Linked DNA regions of Sus scrofa: region 1 is linked to region 2. The links are chromatin contacts, called in public Hi-C maps. All regions are on one chromosome and are shown on one strand. The core of a region is the stretch at or near the end of the contact, and the rest is flanking DNA. Distances in the headings are between cores, read along the strand shown.

Region 1 (7,069 bases), core at 3,684-6,183, 810 kb after region 2:
CTGGTTGGTCTCACTCTTCCTCCTTTGTAATCTCTTCCCCAAAGGGCAGCTGGATGCTCTCAAAATGTAAGTCAGCTCATGCCACCCTTATGCAAATGCTTGCACTGGTGCCCCATTTCCCTGAAAGTAAGAACTGAAATCTTACAGCAGTTTGCAATTATCTTCCATTTCTTTAATTCCCTGACCTCCCATCTACTCCTTTCCCCTTGGCTCACCTCACCCTAACCCCAGTGGTTTCTTTAGCTTGAACTCATCATGCCCTTTCCTGCCTGACTGTTCCCTTTGCCTGGATTCTCTTCCTCCAGGTTTACATGTGGGTGGCATCTTCTTTACATCTTTGTTTAAGCATCACCTTCCCAGTGAAGCTTACCTGAACATCTTATTTAAATGGCAAATCTCACCCATGACACTCCTGATGCCTTACCCTGCCTGATTTTCTTGAGCATCCCTTATCTCCATCCGACACATCCTGTGGATTACTTATTGACTGCTGTTAATTGCCCGTCTCCCCTCACTAGGTATCAGTTCCATAAAAACAAGCGTTCCATGTTTTGCTCGCTCGTGTAATCGGAGGGGTCTAGACTGTATCTGATACTTAGTAGGTGCTCAATAACTATCTGGCTTGTGAATTAATTGTTTTTAATGTAGATGTGCTGCCCTGCTTATAAGACTATAGATGATACTTAATGCAGTGCCCTCCATTGTAAGCCTTCGATAAATGATTCTAATAGGCTGCTTAGTTGGAAAAATACTCTAATTGTGTAGCATTTTATGAAATTGTATAGTCTAGTTTCTAATTCATGAAAGCTTTTGCAAGAATGTCATCATTCTATAGAACACATTATATCTTTTCCTTTCTTATTGAAATGTAATAGATGTATTCAATAGTACATCTATCATAAGCACACAGCTTGTTGTAATTTCACAAAATGAAATCCCCCACGTAACCAATGCCCAGAGGAGGAAACACACCACTATCAGCTGCTAGATGACCCCCTGTGCTGCCTTCCCTGACTTCTGACATCATAGGTTACTTTAAGCACATTTTTAAAAAACTTAATCAATTAATTTTTTTTTTAGGGCCTCACCTGTGGCATATGGAGGTTCCCAGGCTAGGGGTCGAACCAGAGCTGTAACCACCAGCCTACACCATAGCCACAACAATACCAGATCCGAGCCATGTCTGTGACATATACCACTTGGCATCTCCAGATCCTTAACCCACTGATCAAGGCCGGAGATTGAACCTGAGTCCTCATGGATACTAGTCAGACTTGTTTTCACTGAGCCATGATGGGAACTCCTAAGCACATTTATTTTAAAGACTCCATATTGCAACTCCAACACTTTCAATAATGCTTATAGAAAACCAGTCTTATAGAATTGATCTGATTTTTCCTCTCGCTGACAAAGAAAATATCAAAGTGAAACTTGTTTTAAAAAGCACAAAAGCATAAAGAAGGTAGCAGAAGCTCACCTTTCAAAATAGACTTTCTGGCAAAAATCAATTATGCATAGATGTTGGATGCCTCTACTTTTACCTTAGGTCTGTTTAGGGTGGACTATAAAATACATTATTTGTCAGAAATATATGTCAAGTGCTAAGTTATTATTCCTTTAGTGCCTTCTTGGCTTGAATATTGATGCTGTTACATCTGTAAGGATTTTCTCACCTAAAGTAAGGAGAAGCTTGCTGACGAATCATTCCTTTTAAATTGAAGGGTAAAGAACTTGTGCATACGTGGGGGAGCTGTTATTCTTTATCCCTTCACAGCCCCAGTTCTATTCTCAGCACTTCTCTTCCCTGCAGAAGCGAGTGACTCAGGCTTCCCACTCTTTCCCGCCTTTCCCTCAATCCATACCTCTGGCTTCAGGGGATCCCCTATGATCAAAGAATCAGAAGGCCAGGGGCCTGACGCTGGCTTGACCTAAGGATGTTTCTGCCTAGGGTGCCTCTGCAAGTCTGAGGGAAATCTGCCAGTGGACACGACTTGGGGCACTACATCGGGTTAGTCAACTGGCATGAGAAAAAGAGACAACCTGAGTTTCCTGAAATACACTGATTGATGGGCAATAGATAATGGGTTGATCAACTTATCAGGGGCTTAGCAATTTTGGAAAACTGGTGCCAAGATCACCTGAAGGAAAATTATAACATGCACCTCTAAGAATGGCCATCCAAGACATCCGTTGCATGGAAGGCTAAATAAGGAGGTGGCTAAAGGGGCCTAGGCCATGTTTGCCAGTGAGCCTCCTTCCCTGGCCATCTCTGTGCTCACGTAAGTGGCCCAGGTACCAAGTGGCTGTGGGAACAGAGGTAGAGGTGATATATGGGGACACAAACAAGCACTCCTCTCCCCACAGTTACTGATGAGGCTCCCCCTGCTGCTGATGAGGCTCCAACTTTCTAAACCAGAATCTAACACTGAGCCCTTAGGCGGCATCGTTTCCTAGGAGACCAGCCATCCAGGTTCATTATTCGGAACCACTCCGTTTTGGAAGGGGCAGTAATGTGTCTTTTGGGGAATACTTGCAGCTCCTGGAAAGTGATTCCCCTTTCCTGCCTGTGATGCTTCTGCCAGCACTGCCGTATGTGGCGGATAGACGGCCTTCGTCACCCCCACGGTGTCCCACGCATCATTGCCCCTGACTGAGGAACTCCTTTACAGTGAAATAACTGTGATATTGAGAGCTCCCGTCATGAAATCCGTTGTTCTTACATCACCTAGAAGCATCTGGCTTGAGGAGAGGATACACTGTCACATGGAGGTCTCAGTTCCCAGATCCAGGGAGAGGCAACGTCTTGTGAGGTTGGGGTGTTATTGCTCAAGTGGTCCCATCAGTGGTCCATACAAGGTGTTGGATTGTAGCTCTGGGAACCCAGGGGTGGAGATGGAGGTGTCTTCTTACTGTTATCCTTGAACACTCCCTCCAAGAAGATTATCTTCCCGTCCCTGAAACATTGTAGCTAGTGAGTCGAGGTCCTTGTGCCAAATAGGGAGACTATTTCCACTGGTCAACAGTAAAACTGCCCCCTGGCCATCTCAGGCTGCGCGTGCGAGGAATTAAGGGCGGAGAGTTGGGTGTCTATATGGGCCAGTGTGATTGATCCTACTTATCAAGGAGAAATTGGATTGTTGCTGCAAAACGGGGACAATGCCATGTCTGAAGGCCATGGGATTTACTGCAGTCCCTGTTCAATAGTCATGGTCCAAGGGAAACCACAGCAACTTGATAAAGACAGAGCCATGAAGCACCCTGGTCCTATGGGATTGAAGGTTTGACTCATCCCTTCAGATAAGTTCCCGTTGTGGCTCAGTGGGTTAAGGACATGATGTTGTCTCTATAAGGATTGTGGGTTCAATCCCTGGCCGTGCTTGATGGGTTAAGGATACGGGGTTACCGCGAGCTATGGCGTATGCCTCAGCTGAACTGCTATTCAACCCCTAGCCAAGGAACTTCCACATGCCGCAGGGGTGGCCGTAAGAAGGAAACAAACAAACAAAAAAGAACACCTTCACTGCCAAGGTGCTAGTCAAAAGTACAGGCATGATGGAATGATAGAATAAGTGGTAGAAGGAGGAAGGGGGGATTATCCATTAGATCTGCTCAAATGAGGGGTCGTAGCTGCTACATTCTGTTGTAATTGCCACTCCAGATGCAAGAGTTTGCATCTCCGAACCCTGAAGTCTCAGCTCCCACTCCCTCCCCCTCCCCTCGGCAACCACACGTCTGTTCTCCACATCCCTGGGCGTGGTTCTTTTCCATCGGTAGCTTCATTTGTGCCCTATATGAGGGTCCAGGGCGATGAGACTTTGCGGGTTCCCAGTGTTGGGGATCCGAGTTGCTTCAGCTGAGGAAAGGACGAGCATGGAAGCTGAGTGACCACAGGGTAGCCTGGCCTGGTTATTCTTAGCCCTTTTCTCTGCCCTTTCTGGCCAGACCCTGCGGCCTGGAAAGCTGGCTGCGGCTACACCTGCCACCTGGCCCTCTGACCAGGAGGCGCTGGCAAGAGGCAGAGGGCAGGAGGAGGGCGAATTCAGGGATTCCTCCTCCTCCTCCCCCGTCAGTCCTCCAGCCCCACCGCCCTGCAGCCGAGGCTCCAGCTCCCAGGTGCCTCTTGGCACAGCTCAGCGCTCATCAGGTCGGGAGGACTAATCTCCGGGTGTCTCCCCAGATCTTGTTGGTTCTGTTAACCCTGCCCACGCCTCTGTAAACAATCCCTGCACGAAATGCTTTTCAGTTAAAGCCCTTTGAGGGTGCCATCTGTTTCCTGCTAAGACTTCAATGGATAGAACCGGGAAAAAGCTGAGAAGTGGGAGCACTATACCGTTTGGCTGTTGGGAAGGAGGTGAAGGGAAATGTTAGGATTTGAAGGCCAGCGTATCACAGCAACGCCTGCCTTTCACAGGCTGAGAAAAACCATCATCTCTACTGTTCATGGTTGTTGTTGTTGTTATTTTAAGTGTCATCAGGTGGAAAAGCCTGGAAAGCAAAGTGGGTTGCACCAAAGATTGAGGGGTTTTCTTGGATGCAGGATGATCCCTTCCGTGCCGGACAAACTGGGATGATGGGTGACCTTAATCTGTGATGTTAATCGGGCGTGTGAGTCCCCTCCTGGATGTCCCTGCTGAAGGAGCATTCCAGGCAAAAGAACACTGTTCTAAAGCCCTGTGCCGCCTCCTCTCAATCCTCTGTCGTGACGGCAGACATCCTTTTTCACTCATGGCGTGCTTTCGCTTTCATTCTCCCTGCAGCCTGAGATTCCCTCTTAACCCCGTGGTTCAGGCAGCTGGTGTCAACTGCTCAGAGTTGAGATGCCAGACAAGAACCTGTCTGCCCCTTTGGAACTAGAGCTTTGACCCCAAACCCAACAGCTAAGCTGGATCACACCTCCCTTTGCCCTTATAACCCTGGACCTTGCTGACGTGGCAGAGAGTGTGGCCTTTTGACTCCCTTGCACCTGACCTTGTCTTTCTCTCTCTGTGTCTCTCCATCCACTGTAAAACCTTCAAAGGCTGACAGTGTGTTTGTTGTAAAGACAGCAGCTGGTACCTTTGTAACATGAACACATGCTTGGCATTGTTCTAAGTGCATTTATCTATTCTTTATATTTTCAGGATGAGGAAACAGATACTGACCTAAGTGACTGGCCCTGGGTCACACAGGTCGGGTGTAGAAGGCTCAGGACTCCATCTGCTCAGTCAGGCTTGAAATCTCTGCGGTGTTACACTGTGCAGCCTCTCTTCTTGCTCACCTGGAAATTCCTGGCACCTGGCTCAGAGCTTGGCCGGTGATCCGTGTTCAATCGTTAAATATATACCTAAGATCGTTAAAGGAAGAGAAACCCTAATATAGTTTCCTCTCCTTATAAGGCCCCTTTTCCCTGGACCCTGCCCTGGTTTTAGCAGACTTCTAAGCAGGGGCAACATTTGACCCAGCCGACTAAACCAGCAGCCTGGGAGAAGCAAGGAGCAGAGTGGTCCAGTGTAATGTAGGTTCAAATCCAGGCTCTCTCAGCCTCCTAGTCTGTAAAATGGGAATTAAAATGGTATTTACCTTGAAGAGTTCTACTAAACGCTGTACGAAAACCTCGGCAGGCACTGAATATATTTGACGTTAGCTTTGATTTCTTTAATCAGTGTTATTTCCAATCAATCCAAACATAGTAAATCTACGTGCAGAAGGGAAATTTTCTGTTCTACGAGCAATCCCTTTCCACTTCTGAGTTCCATCCTCTAGCAGAGGGATCTTTCTGCGGAGTCTCTTCCATCCTGAGCCTGTTTTTTCTCTGGAGCAGGTGAGTGGAAGGAGAGAAATCCTTGAGCTCCCTCTAGAGGCCCATGGTGCTCCAACTTTGAAATCCACGGTGACATCCTGAGATCCACAGGGTTGTTTTCTGAGAATTTGTTTCTTCCTCCAGCTGTGTGTCCCTCCTTCTGTGCTGGATGTTTTTTGACTGACCCTCTGAATCTACCCTCCACTGCTTCCCGTTCTGCTCTGGATCCCAGAATGCTGACCTGTACGGGCTGCAGCCACTGGCTCCCTTGCCCATCAGCTTGCAATTTATACTAACCAGCTATAGTCACTAGCATTGAGCAAGAAGAGAGAGGTTGCTGTGTTATTTCCCAGCCATGTTGCTAAGTATAGACGACACCCTTCTGGCAAAGCCCACAGCTCCTGTCACGCAGCCTCAGATCTGTGGATCCTTGATGAGGGCTCCCCAGGTCCCCCCTCAGACCCAGGGATGGAGAGGCTTTGTGCAGTTACGACCCCGTGCCAGCGCATCTCAGGGGACTCCCTTCATCTTGCCCACCGCATTGTGAACCGTCCCATTGTTGAGCTCCCCTCGGTTACACTATTTGAGAGGGGCATCTGGCAGATCCATCTCCTTTCCCGTCCAAATGCCCTGAGTTAACACTCCCCCTCGCCTCCCCCACGCCTCCCCCAGTCCCCTGGGCTCCAGTAAACTAACTGCCTACAGTTTCCAAAATATCACCTGCTGCCTAGTGCTCCAGGGCTCGCCGATGGCTTTATCCATGCGCCGTAGCCTTGCCCACTCCACACCCGACCCCTTTACAATCCACTCCCCCACCCCCACTAGCCTCTACCTAATCCCAATCCCTTTTCCTCTAGAGGCCATGGCACAGATGGGGGCACAGCAGGATCAAGGGCATGGCTCAGTGGCCATGTCTTCTCTTCAGTTCTTCCTGATCTCTTGAGGTGTACACTTTTTCCCATCTCTCAGCATCCATGCCGTTGCCACCCCCCTGGGCAGCAGCCTTGCATTTCGGTTGGGTTTACCTTTTCTCTAGTGTCCGTGGAGGCTCCTGGGTCGTTTAATTATGTTCCACTGACTGGGTTCATTAATACAAGCCTAATCCAGCCAGACCATGGCATTCCCTGGTCCAGGGATGACTTCGAGGGGTTCTGCTCAGCAGGAGACTGATGCGCTGTGATGGCTGATCTCCGGAAGTGAGGTTCTTCCCTTCAGAAGTGAACAAGGAACTGGTGGTTGCCTCTGCGGCTGCCTGCCATCTTGTAGCCCAGAAGGATGCCAGTCTGAGGA
Region 2 (6,758 bases), core at 747-3,246:
TTATGTAAATACATTTTAAATAGATTTATAGTGCAACTATGCAGAAGATAATTTTCTCAAGGACAAGGATCCTTGGAGTTCCCGTCGTGGCTCAGTGGTTAACGAATCCACTAGGAACCATGAGGTTGCGGGTTCGATCCCTGGCCTTGCTCAGTGGGGTAAGGATCCGGTGTTGCCGTGAGCTGTGGTGTAGGTCGAAGACGAGGCTCGGATCCCACGTTGCTGTGGCTCTGGGTAGGCTGGCATCTACAGCTCCAATTAGACCCCTAGCCTGGGAACCTCCATATGCTGCAGGAGTGGCCCAAAAAAATGGCAAAAAGACAAAAAAAAAAAAAAAAAAAAAAAAAAAGACAAGGATCCTTTTCTGTCTTCAACCTTTGCAAACACTAAAGTATATTAACAAGGAATGAATAAGATTCTACCCAAAGAGATAGCAGTTCAACAAAAAGCCTGTCTTCTCCTGGAATTAGTCCCACTTTGCTTTGGACACCCACTAGCTTGAATTCGTGCCTCCTGCAATCCCTCGCCCAGCACAGGTTCATCCAGTTAATATGATAATTAAAATGTGGATGGAAGTTCTTGCATGTATGTTTGAAAATATGGCATGAATATATATAATTTGTATAAGAACATTGGGTTAGAGATGATTTGGCAATGCTACCTGGGGCTTTTATTCTCTCCTGAATAACTAGTGTAGACAAGAGAAGCATGTTTTATCTTATTCTTTATTCGCATTTTATATCTTAGTCTTTATTTGCTATCCTAAAATTATTCTGTTCCTATAAAATGTTATTTCTTTTTTTTTTTTTTTTTTTTTTTTTTTTTGCTATTTCTTGGGCCGCTCCGGCGGCACATGGAAGTTCCCAGGCTAGGGGTCCAATGGGAGCTGTAGCCACCGGCCTACGCCAGAGCCACAGCAACGTGGGATCCGAGCCACGTCTGCAACCTACACCACAGCTCATGGCAACGCCGGATCGTTAACCCACTGAGCAAGTGCAGGGACCGAACCCACAACCTCATGGTTCCTAGTCGGATTGTTAACCACTGCGCCACGACGGGAACTCCTAAAATGTTATTTCTTAAGAGAGTTCCTTTGACTTTCCCCTGAATGTTTATTGAGTGCCAGGCACTGAAAAAAAAATAATATCAGTATAGAGCAAGGCGAACCTCTGATATACAGTCTTTAGTAATGAGTGGGCAAGAGTTCTAAAGTCATTCATAATGTTTTTATACCATTATCCTTCCATTATTGTTATTGTTATTTTTTTTTGTCTTTTTTGTCTTTTCGAGGGCCGCACCCACAGCATATGGAGGTTCCCAGGCTAGGGGTCCAATCGGAGCTGTAGCCACCGGCCTACGCCACAGCCACAGCAACGTGGGATCCGAGCCACGTCTGCGACATACACCACAGCTCACGGCAACACCAGATCCTTACCCCACTGAGCAAGGCCAGGGATCGAACCCGCAACCTCATGGTTCCTAGTCGGATTTGTTAACCACTGAGCCACAAAGGGAAATCCCCATTAATATTTTTAAAATTGTTATTGGAATCATCAGTGATATATGATTGTTTATTTGTTTATAATTATTTCACTAAGCCACTTCCCTGAAAATTCTGGTTCTGTAGGTCTGGTCTAGAACTCAGCTATCTGTAGTTATCTGTATTTTTACAGGTATACAAGTATCTTTTTATAAGAAACTTAGAGGGGAAAAGCTTCCACTTCATAAGTAATAGATATATCTTCTCCCTTTCACCTGAATATTGACCCAGCATAATTCAAAACATGTGGTCGGATCAGTGCAATGAGGCATACATTTTGGAAAGAACATTTTGGCCAGTCTTGCTCAGGGAGGAAATATCCTCCCACATCCCAGGGGGGTATCTGCTAGGCAAATGTCAAGGCAATTACAATTAGGATTTATTTCAACACTGCGTAGCGTACTGCCCTGTCTCACAACACCGATAAAGTGGCGAGTCAAAGGGCTGAGTTTGTTTATGAGCCACCCACTCTCCCAGCACAGCTGCCACCTCCCTTATCACCCTGCGACCTCCAAGCCAACTGCAGATAAGAGAGAGCTTTAAGGTGGCAGCAGCTCTCAGCTCTACCAGGTCTCCTGGCAAGGGTCAGAGCAGGGCTCTCCTTTCTCGCTTCAGTTTTCATCTCAGTCCATGGGGCTCCTTCAGTTCTAACATCCTGGCTACATTCTCTGCACATCTGTAAACTTGTTCCTTGTTCTTCATTTCAAAGTTATGAGATGCCTATTTTGGAAAATAAGAATAATTGAAAAAGCAGTGAATTTGATTTGATGTGACAGAAGAAAGCAATTGGAGAGGATATTATAACTACTCAAGTTTGCAGGAACTTTTTTATTGCCAATGAAGAACTTTCTCAATTTGGACAAAAACCCAAGCATGATGTGTTCTTGATAAGTACTATTCTTTCCAAAAACCTAAAAATAGTTTTCAATTAGCCTAGCATACATCTGTAAGGGTGCTGATAAATGCTGCCATTCCTTCAGGAAAAAAAGAAAAGGTGGTGAGAAAAGAAACATGAACATGAAAGTTAAAGAATAGTGGATTTTCAGCTATAGAGCGCTATTTCCATCAATCAAGCAGTAAATATTCAATGGGTAACAAAGAAAATAAAATATATTACTAGCTGCTGAAGGAAAGAATGAAGGATAGAGAATATGATAGTCATGATTTGACATATAGATTATTAAAATAATTAAATGAATTAATTCATCCAATTCACCTAGAGCAGAGCTGGATACACAGAAAAAACTCAATAAAGGTGTGTTGTTATCATTAATTATTTTCCTCTAGGAAACTAAAGGTAAACACATGGGAACATACCTAACAATAATCTACTCCAATGTCATAAGAAAATTTTGCATATTTTAATTCATTTTACATCTTCCCAGCCAATAACTCAGGAGGGATCAATACTATCCATAGAATTCAACTGATGTCAATTTAGTCATATACTAAATTGAATCACGACTCAATGCCAGAAGCAGTAAATTATATAGAACAGTGGTTCCCAATCAGGGTGATTTTGTCACAAAACCACAGGGGGCATCTGGCAATGTTTGGAGATTTTTTTTTTTTTTTTTGCCATGACTTGTAGGGGAAGGGTTACTACTGGTTTCTAATAGGCAGAGGTTAGAGATGTGGCTAAACATTGTATGACGCACAAGATAATCTCCAAACAAAGCATCACTGGGACCAAAATGCCAACAGTGACCAAGGAGTGGAAAGACTTTGCATCACAAGACTGGGAGACATGTATTTCAGGCACAAGAATATATGAGAAAAAAATAGAGGAGAGGGGAATGCTAATATAAAAAGCAATGATAAACGAATAAAAAGTCCAGAAGGGGCGTTCAGGGAATGATAAGAAGCACACTTTGGGTTTTGTCTTCCTATCTCTGTGATTACTCTGTCTGCTCTTTTTCTCATTCCTCTTGTGCCCTGGATCATCTACCTGAGCATCTAGTGATGTGACTGTGATCTGGGAATCCCCACTGTCAATCCCATTTACCTTTGGAAAAACCACAATTTCTCCCTTTGGTTTGCCTGTCTGTATGTAACATAAAAGAGCTCTAGAGTTCTCAGAGACAGGTCCACCCTCCTGTCCCCATGCTTTGCTTAACGTAGACACATGAAGAACCCCCTCCTCCTTGAAATACCTATTTCACTAGACAAGAGCAGGGTCACTTTACTCTGTGAGTTCAACTCTCCATACCACACATTTCAACAAATTACCTGCAACTAAGGCTGGAAATGAGCATGATTACTGGATCTTAAGGAACGTCCATCTTCAGTTATAAATATTTAAATGAAATAAAACACATTAGGCACATATCATCCTAAACCACTATTAACCACTTATTTCTTCTTAAATCAATCATTTCTTTGCATATATGTGTTTTCTCTATGTAGGTGGTAAAAATAGTGAGACCTCATTTCCACAGGTTGAGTTCTCACTTGTAAGGATTTTATCCAAAAAAAAAAAAAAAAACCAAAAAAAAAAAAGAAAATTAAATGGCTGCATGCATTTCTTCCATTATTAGGATCTATTTCCCATTCATGTCCCAGTATTATAGAATATTTACCTTAAAGACACTTAGCAAGGACAGTGCTTGGGGAAAAAAATCCTATTAATTAATAAAACTTAAGAAATGAGGATTAGAGGGTAATTTCATAATTGATATAGGTTTGATTATCAAAGTTTCATTTTGATTCTACTGAAAAAAAGACATTTTCTCTACATCTTGTTATTTTAAACATCCTAGTAATTTTGTGTACATCTGATAAAGAAGCCAGAACCACAAAATTGAAAGAATATGAAAAAAAAAAAAATCTAGCAGCTGCCCAATTATAATAACCTTGAGGCAAAGAAGTTGGTCAGGAGTGCAATTCTTTTGTTTACTTTTAATTTCCTTCTGGCTTTTAAAAATATAACTTGTGTTCATATAAATGCTGCATCAAAGCAGTCATAATAAATAATTAGAGTGTTATCAAAGACCGTTTTGTTCTTCCAGCTGCTAGAACTGTTTTATTTACATACTATTGTGAAGTGACTCAAAAACAGCTGCTATTTTATGTGAGCTATTCCATGATTTGATTTGAAATGCTTTCCTCCAGTATATCCAATGTCATTTTAAAAGCAATGACAGACTCATGACAAAACCGTTTTTGGACTGTCGTGCATCTCAAAAAGAAAATAACTTTGATCGATGAATGAATGTTGTGAATGGAAATGTGTGCTTTCAAAAGGGAAATGTAAGCTCGATATTGCTTACTCTCAGGCTGAGTGTGTAAATGGCACAACTGTGGAATATGTGCACAGGTCAGACACCTAGAGGACTTTCCCAGAAATGCATCCTGCCTTGGGAGCAGACACTTCACTTGCTAATTTAATTTACCTCCCCTCTGGAGTTAGCCGTGCTCCAACAGTATGTGACCACAGAAATAGTGAGACATTCATGTAAATTCTCCTAGATAAGAGAATAAGCAAGACAAGGCAAAATCAAGAGGAGAAAAACAAAAACAAGTAAGAGCTGTAGCAACAGAAGAAAAGGGTAAGGCAAAGAAACAAAGAACAAAAAGAAATGAGGATAGAAAAGGAAAGAATAATATCCCAACAGCCTCGTTGTTTTTTTTTTTTTTTTTTCTATTCATGGCAACGAAGTCCCTTTTAAATTTATTTGAATAACAGGTGTGCCTGGATTGTTGCACAATTCCCCATCCCACTCAATTTCCACAAGAAAGTGGAAATACCTCGTCTTTTCAGAGAAAGACACATAAGTTGAGGAATAATTTCAGTGCATTTGAATATAACTAAAATATGCTATAAGTTAATGCAACAGGAATGACTGAGACACCTTGGGATGAGTTACTTCTAATTAGATGGTTATTATCGTTATCATTAAACACCCCAACTCAAACTCATTCATTTAGTGATGGGAAACCAAAGCTTATGTTCCAGAGGTCGGTCGAATCAATACTCTTTCCCCCCAGTCAACTTGTCACAAATTTATTATTGATACCATTTAGGAAATTACAGTTGTGTCTATGTCAACAACCTCTTGCAACTAATTTATTTCTTCAGACAGTTCCAAGATCTTTTATCTTCGGGAACTATAGTACACACAATATAAAACTGTATTGAATGCTTTATTTAATATAACCTTAAAAGTATGAGTCTGTAAGAAATAAATGAACCATAATTTCTTCAGTTGTGATGGGGAAAGTACATGCCAAAGTTAGATAAAATAATTGAAGTGCCAAATGAATTAGATCATTGTGAATATATAGTTCTGCAACTGAAGAAGTGATGTACAGAAATTAATAGTAAAAATATGTAGCCAATAATACAGATTAATAAAAACCAACATGGGGGAAAAGAGTAGGTCTATTATCATGCCATTTTGCTTTTGAACTTTTACCTAATGTAACTCACGACCTAAACACAGTCCATCTTTGGAATTAAAACATTATTTTAATAAGTGTTAAGAACCACTTGATCAGCATCCAGTCACCTACCCATCTCCACTTACTCGCTTTGTCCCAGCCACTGTAGCTTACTTGCTGATCCTTCAACTTCCCATAATCCTCTTTCCTCTGGGGCTTTGAACTTACTGTTCTCTGAAATCCTCTTCCTCCAGATAACTCCATTTTTTCTTTAAAATTTGCTTAGAATCATCTCTTTGAATCCCAAATATAAGAGAACTGCTTCACAATTTCATCATCATCCAAGTACTCATCAAGAATAACTTTTATAAGTATATAATGTATGTAATACAACAGAGAGAAGAGAAATTAGAATAATATGCTGTTCTATCAAAAAATATGACCTGTGCCTCAGCAGCAAGCCAAGCTGCTGCAGAGACAATGCCAGATCCTTAACCTGCTGCAACACAGCGGGAACTCCTGAAAATATGTTTGCTGGGGTCTCCTATACTTCTTTTTTATAAGTATCTAGTCGAAGTAATGATTACTTTGTCTGAAGCTTCTTTATATGGAGTTCAGTTTTTTGCAAATATTGTTTTGTGTTTTTTCCAAGCAACTTTCTATAATTATACTCCAATGAATTAGCAAAACTAAAGGAAACTGTTTTATTTGGTTTTCTGGCTTAATGGGTCTTTTCTTTCTTCCCTTTTGATGTGAAAAAGAGCTTTTTCCAGGTGCCAAATAAACTCAATTTGTGAAGCTCTAATGATTTTGTCATTCTGAAGATATTACAGGAAAA

The links. Hi-C and Micro-C count contacts between places; a contact is called where the count stands out from the background.
Region 1: a Hi-C map of omental adipose tissue shows a contact between it and region 2, with 2.5 times the contacts expected there. The contact joins two enhancer-like sites. A contact is called at or near these places in 14 of 47 Hi-C or Micro-C datasets (alveolar macrophages, embryonic fibroblasts, epiblast stem cells and 9 more).

What each region holds. Positions count from the first base shown.
Region 1 is chr5:93,113,153-93,120,221 of Sscrofa11.1, forward strand. No RefSeq gene overlaps it. Among named protein-coding and RNA genes, the nearest start is that of POC1B, 15 kb to the right of the region's middle. Within about 2 kb of position 4,934, at least 13 of the 83 cell types and tissues checked have an H3K27ac peak or open chromatin away from gene starts, as enhancers often do. A contact at or near this core is called in omental adipose tissue, where this site is marked.
Region 2 is chr5:92,309,540-92,316,297 of Sscrofa11.1, forward strand. No RefSeq gene overlaps it. Among named protein-coding and RNA genes, the nearest start is that of CCER1, 430 kb to the left of the region's middle. Within about 2 kb of position 1,997, at least 3 of the 83 cell types and tissues checked have an H3K27ac peak or open chromatin away from gene starts, as enhancers often do. A contact at or near this core is called in omental adipose tissue, where this site is marked.